3 separate regions of the Mus musculus genome follow, and all the other regions are linked to region 1. A link is a contact called in public HiCAR-type and promoter capture Hi-C data. All regions are on one chromosome and are shown on one strand. The core of a region is the stretch at or near the end of the contact, and the rest is flanking DNA. Distances in the headings are between cores, read along the strand shown.

Evidence for each region. Promoter capture Hi-C pulls out the DNA fragments that hold promoters and counts their contacts. HiCAR-type assays count read pairs that join an accessible place to other places.
Region 2: a contact with region 1 is called in a HiCAR-type map of astrocytes, with 5 times the contacts expected there. The contact joins the promoter of Ccdc18 here to the promoter of Golga3 in region 1. A contact is called at or near these places in 4 of 39 promoter capture datasets (cranial neural crest, hippocampal neurons, liver and 1 more) and 2 of 115 datasets of contacts at active chromatin or transcription factors (astrocytes and embryonic stem cells).
Region 3: a promoter capture Hi-C map of liver shows a contact between it and region 1, with 10 times the contacts expected there. The contact joins the promoter of Glmn here to the promoter of Golga3 in region 1. A contact is called at or near these places in 2 of 39 promoter capture datasets (hippocampal neurons and liver).

The regions. Positions count from the first base shown.
Region 1 is chr5:110,175,555-110,179,047 of GRCm38.p6, forward strand. Golga3 (golgi autoantigen, golgin subfamily a, 3) reads left to right here and starts at 1,303. Exons shown (of 24, transcript NM_001347389.2): 1 at 1,303-1,368. Gm15787 (predicted gene 15787) reads right to left here and starts at 950. Exons shown (of 3, transcript NR_040431.1): 1 at 763-950.
Region 2 is chr5:108,131,258-108,134,516 of GRCm38.p6, forward strand. Ccdc18 (coiled-coil domain containing 18) reads left to right here and starts at 1,657. Exons shown (of 29, transcript NM_028481.1): 1 at 1,657-1,741. It overlaps Tmed5 (transmembrane p24 trafficking protein 5), which reads right to left and starts at 1,363. Exons shown (of 4, transcript NM_028876.3): 1 at 979-1,363. The coding sequence starts at 1,167.
Region 3 is chr5:107,595,806-107,599,257 of GRCm38.p6, forward strand. It overlaps Glmn (glomulin, FKBP associated protein), which reads right to left and starts at 1,834. Exons shown (of 19, transcript NM_133248.2): 1 at 1,739-1,834; 2 at 983-1,057. The coding sequence starts at 1,021. It overlaps Rpap2 (RNA polymerase II associated protein 2), which reads left to right and starts at 1,891. Exons shown (of 13, transcript NM_144911.3): 1 at 1,891-2,055; 2 at 2,717-2,762. The coding sequence starts at 1,983.

The DNA.
Region 1 (3,493 bases), core at 53-2,552:
GCCACTCACCAGGTTCAGAGAGGTCCTTTCTCAATAATCCATAAGATTGCAGAATGTCTACCCACCTGTCTCTTTATTCAGCTCTGACATCATCTACTCTCTTGTATGTCTGTTTTTTACTATTTCCCTCCAAGAAGTAAGTTTCCTGAAAGCAGACAGCATCTGGCAAAGTCCTTGGCACACAACAGTCCTCAGTAGATACAGCAGGTTCCCCCATCAACCCCTGGACATATAAAGCTGGGACCCTGTCAGTCCTTTTGTCTACCTCAAGACCCTTCAAATTTGTTCATTGACTGATGAGCAGAAACAAAAGGGAAATATCCAAACAATAGGATATTAGCAATAAGAACGAAGCACTAAAAGATGTACAACATGGATACAATTTGAAAAAGAACTCAAAGCTATACAGTATATGAACCCTATTGGTATGAAATGTACAGGCAAGGACACTCAGAAACAGAAATAATGATAAAATCGTAAACAGGAGCAAACTTTACAGCATGTAAATTATATCTTTGTAAAGCTTTGGTCATTTTTATTTGGGGTTGGAAATGTAGCTTGGAGGTGGGGAGGTTACTAGACATGTTCAAGGCCCAGGATACAATCTCGAGCACTGAAAACAAAATGTATACTTAGCATTTTCCCCATGTAGCAGTGGCAATAGTTTAATATTGTGTTGTGAGAACTTCCTCTCCTTTCCTATCTTCACATACTAGAGACTGAACCCAAGAGTTCTGAACTACACCGCAGACGTCTTTTTACCTTTTAAGACAAGTCCCACTTTATAGTCCAGTCAGTCCTCGAGCTTGTGATACTTGTCAGACTTCCTCGTGGCTGGCAATGCAGTCGCGTGGCGCAGTGTCCGGCCATGTATAACACTGGCAATAATACAAACAAGACTGACAAACACTTAGGAACAAGTTGTCAGAACTGTGGTGGAGGCGGTGTCTGGCGGGGAAGCCACGCCCCGGGGGCGTGGCCACGTGGATCGTCATACCCACCAGTCAGAAGGCCGCGAGGGGCGGGAGCGTGGCGAGTCCAACGTCACTACCACCGGAAGCGTTTTTCTTTTTTTGGGGGGGGGGGGAGGGTTGTCCTGATTTCGTCTCTTAGGCTGGAAGTTGTTCCTCTGAAGGGAAGGCACACAAAATTTTAAGTCCACTTTCTGAAGGATATCTCAATCTGTCCGGAGATCCATACCAACCCCAATTTGAAAGTGGCTACTGGCCGCTGAGGGCAGCCTCTCTTCCGGAACGAAGACCTCGCGGACCGTTTGTTTCCGGGGGGTTGCCCGAGACTGGTACCCTGTTGCGCCCCGCCCCTTGCACAGCCACGTCCTACCGGAGCCGCAGGGTTGGGCCGGAACCGGTGAGGGTTTTGGGGGCTATTACTGAGGAGGGTCGGGACCTTGTGGCAGAGGACCGTGGAGGAACTGTTGGGGCAACCCTGGCCGCGCCCAGAGAGGCGTACAGGGGCAAGGCGGATGCAGAGTCCGGTGAGGGTCGCGCAGACTTTGGGTCAGCCGCGGTCAGCTCAAGTCAGTTTTTGCTTTTACTCCGTGGGGTTGGAAACCTGCCTCGCAGCTGGGTTGTCAGTAAATGCAGAGACTGCTTCTGCACCCACGGAATGCGGTCTGCCCTGAGAGCGTTGCTACTGCTGCTTGGTTGGGTCAGCGTGTTTGAAGTCTGCTCCTTTTGCAGTTGATGACGAACGTGACATGGTGGCAAGTCGTACAGTGCGTGGGGGACTTAGGTTGTTTTGATTCTGGTGCTCAGAGGTGTTTGCTGAACATGGTCAGTGGAGTCAGTGACCAGAGAGAGCTAGGCGAACAGCTTACCACCTTCCCACGGGCGCTTACTGAATGTTTATAGAAAAAGAGGCCCTGTTTGTAAAAGGTCCCAGGATACAGTAGTGTTTTGGTCTCTGTTTTCATCACTTTCTGGTGGAGGTATACTGACAACTCAAAACAGTTGAGAGGATTAGGTTTGTGCAACCTTCGGAAGAGTTTACCTTTGAGTCAAGACAGGCCTCCATGACAAGAATCGTTTGTGCAAAATTATTGAGAGGAATGTCTCAAGAAAAGTGAACAAGAAGTGTAGAGACCCTATGGAGAGTCAGTTGTACTTCTGGATGCATGATATAGCCAGATAATGAAAAAAGACACAGCATGTGAGGGGTACAGACATAAGTAGGAACCCAATTAAAGTGGTCTCCGGTCGAGGCTAAGAAGTTTGTATTTTATTGTCAGTAGGACACTGTAAACCATTTACAAATGCCGCCTGACTTTTATAGTCCGTTAATGACTCAGATACAGTGTACCTTGAATGGAAAGAAAAGGAAAAGCCTGGATAGGGTGGCACATGTCTGTTATACCAGCTCTTGGGAAGTCAAGACAGGAAGACCTCAGCCAGCTTGAGGCCCATGCTACATAGCAATATTCTGTCTAAAAAATCCAAAAGCAGATCGGAAAGACTTCTGAGTGGTTGAATGTTATAGAGTCTGATGACCTGAGTTCCCTGGGAGCCCTGTGGTGGAAGGAAAGCATCCACTCTTCAGTTGTCCTCTGCCCTCCACACAACTGTGCGTATGAACACAGACACAAATCTGGAAAATCTTGTTTCTTCCCTATTTCTTATAAAAGAAAGGAAACAGAAGAAATGAAAGTTGCTCAGATTTAAAAATAGCTGGGTTTTGGCCAATTGCTTTAAGTAGTGTTTTTTTTTTTTCTCTCTCAAGTGAGAATATAACTGCAATTTGGCTCTTTCAACAGCTGTTGAAAGGAGAATTAATTACACTTGTTTAGCAGAGACCCTATATCTTATTGTAGTCAATCCTAGCAAAATTTTTGTATTTATTTTCTCTGTGTTTTGTTTTGTTTTGTTTTTCGAGACAGGGTTTCTCTGTATAGCCCTGGCTGTCCTGGAACTCACTCTGTAGACCAGGCTGGCCTCGAACTCAGAAATCCACCTGCCTCTGCCTCCCGAGTGCTGGGATTAAAGGCGTGATCCACCATGCCCGGCTTTATTTTCTCTGTGTTTTTATTGATGAGGAAATAAGCTAAGAGTGGCTCAGAAATCTACCTAACAAGGTCTTACAGCCAAATGGAAAAACAGGATTTGAGGCAAACGTGTTTAACTCAAAGCATGTGAATTATGTCCTTGCTGTACCTGAGGCTGGCCTTTGGTTTTCACTTACATAGAATGCTGTTTGCTGTTGTTCAATAGTGCAGCACCAACCAGACATCTTCAGGAAGCCAGCCCTGTTTTATCTTTGCCTGTGCGTCCTGTCTAGTTGATGATAACCTCAGTAATGGGGTAGCTGTTGTTTGTGGATCCTGTTTGTGAACTGCTGGGAAAGCTGGAAGCCTGTTGCACCTTAGATGGTCTCTTAATGCAAAATCTGGGTGAACTGCTAAAGTTAGGTATATCTTGGGAATTCCTCAGTGATAGCTTTGCTTTGCCATCCAGAAATGGGAGGAAAAATGGTTAAAAAT
Region 2 (3,259 bases), core at 407-2,906, 2.0 Mb before region 1:
GCATACATTAATTGTTCAGTAAATGCTAAACTTTTGTTCACAAGTGGAAATCAAGAAATATTAAGCTGTAACCTTAGTTGTGCTGAGATTTTTGTATATTATGACTTTAGATACTTCCTGTAATTACTGTAAACATCTATAAATAATCCCAAAGGCTCCACATATAAAAGTTTTACATAAGAATTAAAAAAAGATTTAATAATAAGCGTATTCTGCTGATACTAAAAAGAAAACAATGACACGGGAAGAAAGCTGACAAAGTTCAATGGAAGAAAGGTCATACACTATTATCTTATTTGATTTCAAAGTGATGGATGTACACCCGGGATGACAATGTACCACTAAATACAGCAACAGTCCATTTCAACACATTTCAAAATCTGACTTAGAGATCTTCGCATGGACACAATTCAATACTCCCAAGACTGGGTTTCACTATGCAGCCTTGACTGTTCAGAGATCCACTTGCCTCTGCCACGGGAATGCTGGGGTTAGAGGCGTGTGCCACCACTGCCCAGCCACAATTCAAAACATCGTGCCGATTTTATAATATCGGGATTTGGTGAAAGTGGTGAGAGTGAGTCAAACAAGTGTTATCACTTCGTCCAATAATAAAGAAGAACGTGTATCAACCCCTTACAGCGAACTTCTCAGAACTGTAGGGTATGTAAACTAGCTTGAAATGGCTTGGGGGAATTAAGAAACAAAGAGTAACGCCATTGACGTCACCAGTGCTGGCCTCTTTCCGACCAGAGGAAAGGGAAGAGAGAGGGTAGGTGTCAATTTTAGGACTGGCCAAACTTGTGAGTTCCAGGCTCCCAGGAGCCCCGCTTAAGTACGCCTGCGCCAAGCAGGCCAGTTTCCCAGGAGACCCTCCTCGGATTCACCTCGGTCGCTGTCCCACCTTTTCCAAGTAGGTGAGAGGCGACCATGTGGTGCGGCCCGGCCCAAGGAAGGCTAGCCCACTTCCGCACTTACTTGGTATTCGATCTCCAACGATGCCTTCAGGGGCATGGGCTGGTAGAAACACTCCTTCCGGCCGGCCGGCAGCGTGAAGGTAAAATCACTGTCCAAAGAGGGTGTGAAGCCGGCCGCCCCGCGCAGCAACGCTGCGGGCAGAGCGGACAGGAGCAGCACGGGGAATGGCAGCCACATCCTGCCGCCCATCCCTGTCGATCTCTGCCTGGACGCGTGTAGGGAGGTGCGGGATACTGGTGTCTCCGATTTGAAATCCCGATCTGAGGGAACTTCAGGCAGCGGCGAGCCTCACTCTCTTGGAAGGTGGAAGCACTGCCTTCCACTGGGCCGGGCGAGGGCGGGGCCAGCGTCCCCTTTCGGCTGCCTTCTGGGTTTCGCATCCTTCCTTCACACCAGACTTGTCGGTTTCGGCTTCCCTCACACACGCCAATCAACGTTGGCGGGGGTAACGACGGGAAATGTAGTCCGAGGTGACCACGGCACGCCGCTCATCCGCGCTTCCAGACTCATTTCCCGGCATGCCCTGCGCCCCGCTCCCGTTCGCAGAGCCCCGCGTGGTGGGCGGGGTCGGGGCCCGGGAGGCGGGTCCCAACGGCTGCCGCGGCGGTTCGAACTCGGCGCCTCGGAGGTTCGCTGGTTCTCCTCATCGAGAGTCAGAGGCTTCCATGTCGTGGGCTGCGAGAGTGTCCCAGGCTTCCGAGCGCAGAGGAGGCTCGCGGTGCGCCGTGGTCTGGGGACGCTAACCCCGCCTGCGATCTGGGTGGTGAGCAAACGCCTCCTGGCTGGAAAAGGGCTTTCCCGAGGGGTTTGTTTTCTCTTGGGACAGTCGACCTGCGCCTGGCCTGCTTGTGAGGCGTTTTCTTTTATTTGAGGCAGAATCGGAAAGGAGGCTGCCAGACTTTGCTCTACTCCCTACAGGCAGATGGAGGACCTCTTTCTTGAAATAAAATACTGTATAAAACCATGTACTCTTTCTCAAGCGGAAAGTCCTGTCACAGGATTTTATAGAGTGTAAAGTGCTTGTCCTTCGCTCGATGAGTGTGCGTGTGTGAGAACTCATTTTTCACTAGACTTGAAGATACGGTTGTCAGGGCCGCCCTATAGGTAAGATGATAAGCCTTTCTACGTACACATACTACAGGTAAACGTAGGAAAATGAGGATGTTTAAATACCAGACGTATCCAATTCTGAACGGCTAGAAAATTCTTACGTGAAAATGCACAAGTTGCTGAACGTAAAAGCCTGACTTAAATGGTGTCCTACAGTACTGATCAGCATTTTCTAGTCTCAAGTTTCTTCTTTTCTCTCCTCCATTATTCTGTACGAAGCTAGAGATGTTGCATAGATGTGAAGTAGCATGGATTCCTGAGCCACTGACTGGGGAAGTCTTCCAGCTTATGCAGAAGCAAATTTGTTAAAAAGAAAACCAGAAACAGGGTAGAAAAGGGTAGAAACATTTACATCTACAAAATATCTCGTTTAATTTTAGGCCTCAACTTTTTCCAATAAGGTGCGAGGTGTTTTTTTGTTTTTGTTTTTTTTTCCAATCCACCCTACTCCTGAGAAATTTTGCGTGGGAAATTAATGTACCAGGACCGTTTTTACCTGAGTGAGGGAGGGAGAAGGCAGTTTATTCATTTATCCGTTCAAAATAATTGAGTTTTCCTAAGTGCATTACACTCTTGAACATAATAGGTGGGAATTAATAATATCTGTAACCCAAATTTTAAGAAAGGCAATGAAAGAGGTGCTACAGTGAAAAAAAAATTAAATGGAATATGAGAGAGAAGTGAAATTGTAAGATTATGCAGAAAGTTCTATAGTAGGAGTGGAAATTCTAAAACTTTTTAGTTTTTATTTTAGTAATTACAATAATAAAGCATCCTTTACTGTGATTTCAAGAATATTAATTTTACTCTGTGTCTGTGGGTGTTTGGGATCCTCTGAAACTCGAGTTACAGACCATTGTAAGCTACCATGTGGGGGCTGAGAATATCAGTGGCAACCCTTTGAAAGAGCAATGCCTTTAAACCCAGAGCCATCTCTCCAGCCCATCATGATCTTTCTTTTTTTTTTCTTTTTTTTTTTTTTAAGATTTATTTATTATTTATTATATGTAAGTACACTGTAGCTGTCTTCTGACATTCCAGAAGAGGGAGTCAGATCTCGTTACGGATGGTTGTGAGCCACCATGTGGTTGCTGTGATTTGAACTCTGGACCTTTGGAAGAGCAGTCAGGTGCTCTTACCTGCTGAGCCATCTCACCAGCCCCATGATCTT
Region 3 (3,452 bases), core at 584-3,083, 2.6 Mb before region 1:
GCCGAATAAACCCTTTCCTCCCCAACTTGTTTCTTGGTCATGATGTTTGTGCAGGAATAGAAACCCTGACTAAGACACAGATAAAAATTAGAATTATCCTAATATTTTAATGATTGGCTTTATTCATTTTGGCTTTTGAGACGGGCTCTCATGAGGAGGCTTAGGCTGACCTGGAAATTTCAGGTCCTCTTGTCACAGCTCCTGACTGCTGTCTATAAGCATGAATCAGTATGGCTTAAGGAGTGATCTTGAACCTACTGTACCAGAGAAACTTATGAAAACAATAAGAAATTTAAAATTAAAGACTACTGGGACTAGAGAAATGGTTTGGTAGATAAGAGCAAATACTATCCTTGCAGAGGACCTGAGTTCAATTCCCAGCACCCAGATCAGGTGGCTCACAACCACCTGTAACTCCAGCTCTGAGTGGTCCTAACGCTACGGCTTCCATGCCAGGCACTTATACTCATATATACCCCCTACCAACACACATAAACAGACATGTACATGATTTAATATGCTTTTAAATACAATTTACTAACGTTTACCTTCATACATATGCATGTGCCTGATGCCCATTGTGGGCCAGAACAGGGCCTGGGTTTTGAGAAATGAACCCAGGTCCTCCGCAAGAACAAGTGCTCTTAACCACTGAACCATCTCTCTAGCCCCTTATGCCCCTTGTGAGCGAGGGTCTCTCTCTCTCTCTCCATAGCCCAAGCTGTCCTGGAAATTTACCATGTAAACCAGGCCAGCCTCAAAATCAGAGACCCCTCTGCCTTTGCCTCCCAAAAGTACTAGGATTGAAAGTCACCACCACCATCATCATTATCATCTAATCTACTTTCCTGATTTTTTGATATTTACAAGTCAAAAAAGAAGAAGCAGAATTTAGTTAAGATAAATAACATGAGTGACCACAAAGTAAAGATACTCTATGCCCTTCCCATATATTTAAAGGTGTTTTCGGAGAAGTACTTACACATCTTTTTATTATGCTCTGAAGTTCCTCCACAGCCATTCCTAATTATTTTCCTAATTTTGATGCTGTAATGAACTAATACAAAAAAACCCAGTTAATTGTGTGATACCATGTAAATTATGTTTCATAAACCGTTTCATTCTGAATTATTAGACAACAAACACAATGTAAAGTTTTATAGGTTAACTGCTATTACTGAACGTTACTGTGTTAGCCTAATGAAGCATTTTTAAAAGCCCCTGATATAATGCCTAAAGAAAGTAATTTTTAAAGAATGACGAGTAAAAAAATAAAAAGAGCCCTAGAAAGAACTACTAGAAAAGCCTTTGTTTAAAAGGAAAACAAAAATCCAAATTGTGGACCTGGAATGAAAAATCTAATCATTAAGTAATTTTTTTAAATGTCCCATTGACAAAAACTGGAATCCAACATAATTAAGTCACCCAAAGAAGTTGAAGATTCCGATGCCGCCCACCCCATTCTCCACAGGATCTCCCTCCTCACATAAACAATCGTCAGTGAGATCACCGAGTATCACGAAAAGGAGGCCAGCAGCGAAGGTCCTTGCCCCGCAGGCGCGAACAGGAAAATCACACCCTACCGCGCCTGGCTGAGGCGAAGGGAGGCCATTTCTCCCTGCTCCTGCAGGGCAGGGTGTCCAGGCTCCAGCACCTCCAGAGGCCGAGCAGGAGAGCCGCGTGCGGCGCAGGTCCTGTTCGGCGAGCCCGATCCGCCCGACCCAGCATGTCTACCTACCCGCCGATCCACGCGCCTGCCTCTTGCCCTCCTCCTCCTTCTCCACTTCAGGTAGCGCAGGCCGCACTCCTGGCCCCGCCCCCGGACCGGACCCTCCCCCTCCGCCGCTCGCCCCGCCCCGCCCTGGGCCCGCCCCCTCCGCCGCTCGCCCCGCCCTCCCTGGGCCCGCCCCCAGCCCGGTTCCGGGCGAAGCGTGAGGAGGTAGATGTGCTGTCCCGACCCCCTCTTCTGACCGCATTTCCCCATGGCTGACTCTGCCGTACCTTGCTCTCTAGGCCCAAGTACCCGGGCTTCCAGCACCCACCGAGATGCTACCGGTACGAACAAGAGCCACCGTCCCAGGCTGGGACCCTGAGACCTTGGTTTGAGTACCACGCACGCGCGGGCCTCTTTCTGAGGCTGCGCCGGGGAGAGCGAGAACTCCGGGTGGATGAGGCCCAGAGCTTCCCAACGCAGGCTGTCCTAGTGCCTTCGGGGGAGGAATCCCACACTCTTACACAGGGGTTTTAGGATCTACCCGTACGTGGGAACAAGTGGCCAAGGCAGGTGGTGGTCAGTTGCCTTGAACCTTGGATTGCTTTGATATCTGGTCTCTGAGGTCTCAGACTCCTCTCTTTAGGCAAGGGAACAAACATTTGGGAGACTGAGCAATGTTTATTCTAAAGGAACCCAGTTTAGAGAGTGTTTTAAAAGCACTTGATTAAAGCGCATCCGATGAGAAAGAGTCCTCGAAGAGACTGCCGTCATGAAAATGTAAAATGTAATTAATTTACAGAAACAATTGAATTTGCTTCCTGTTTAGCCCCCCCTTTTGTTTTTGTTTTTCTGGGGGGGGGGTTGTTTTTCTTTTTTTGTACACATCGAAGTTGGAAATGAGATGTGTGAGAGAAAAGGAAATGGTGCCTACAGTGTGATATTTGGGGACTACTCTGCTACATCAAATGCATTGGCACTTGACTTTTCTCTCTTCAATTGTAGGTACTAAACAGACCCGAGCCCTGAAACGAGGAGATGCATCTAAAAGGTAGAACCACGTGGGCATCTGCATTTCACTTTGCTTTTATCTCATTAATTCAATCTGATTTGGTTTTTTTTTTCTTTTCTTTTTTTTTTTCTTTTCTTTTTTTTTTTTTTTTTTTTCTTTTTTCTTTTTGGTTTTGGTTTTTTTGTTTTGATGTTCTGTTTTCTGATCTTGCAATCTGGGAATTGAACTTAAAGACTTTGTACATTCTAATGAAGCTCTTTGTCTAATTTACCGAGCTATACTCCAGCCCAAATAGTTTAAAAGCATAGTGCATACCTTTCTTGAGAAAATACTGAAGACTCAGGAAGCACTGTCGATTCTCACGTAAGACTGCTCTGTCCTTCAGCTGTAGGAAAACCAATGTGGAGGCTTAGGCTGTTGGAAACTATCATGAACACCTGTAGAAAGTTCTGGGGACATAGTTCCTGAATTAACCAATCTTTCCCATTTCTTCAGGTACACTATTACTGTTGTATGTGCCAAGCTCGCTGAAGCAGGTTCTTTCTTTATCACTTCAAGGCACCTTTTGTCTTCTGGGTTTTTTGTTCTGTTGTTGTTTTGTTTTTCTTTTCTTTTTTCTTTCTTTTCTTTCTTTCCTTCTTCCTTCCTTTCTTTCTTTCCCCTCCCCCCCCCCTTTGGTTTTTCGAGACAGGGTTTCTCTGTATAGCCCTGGCTGTCCTGGAACTCACT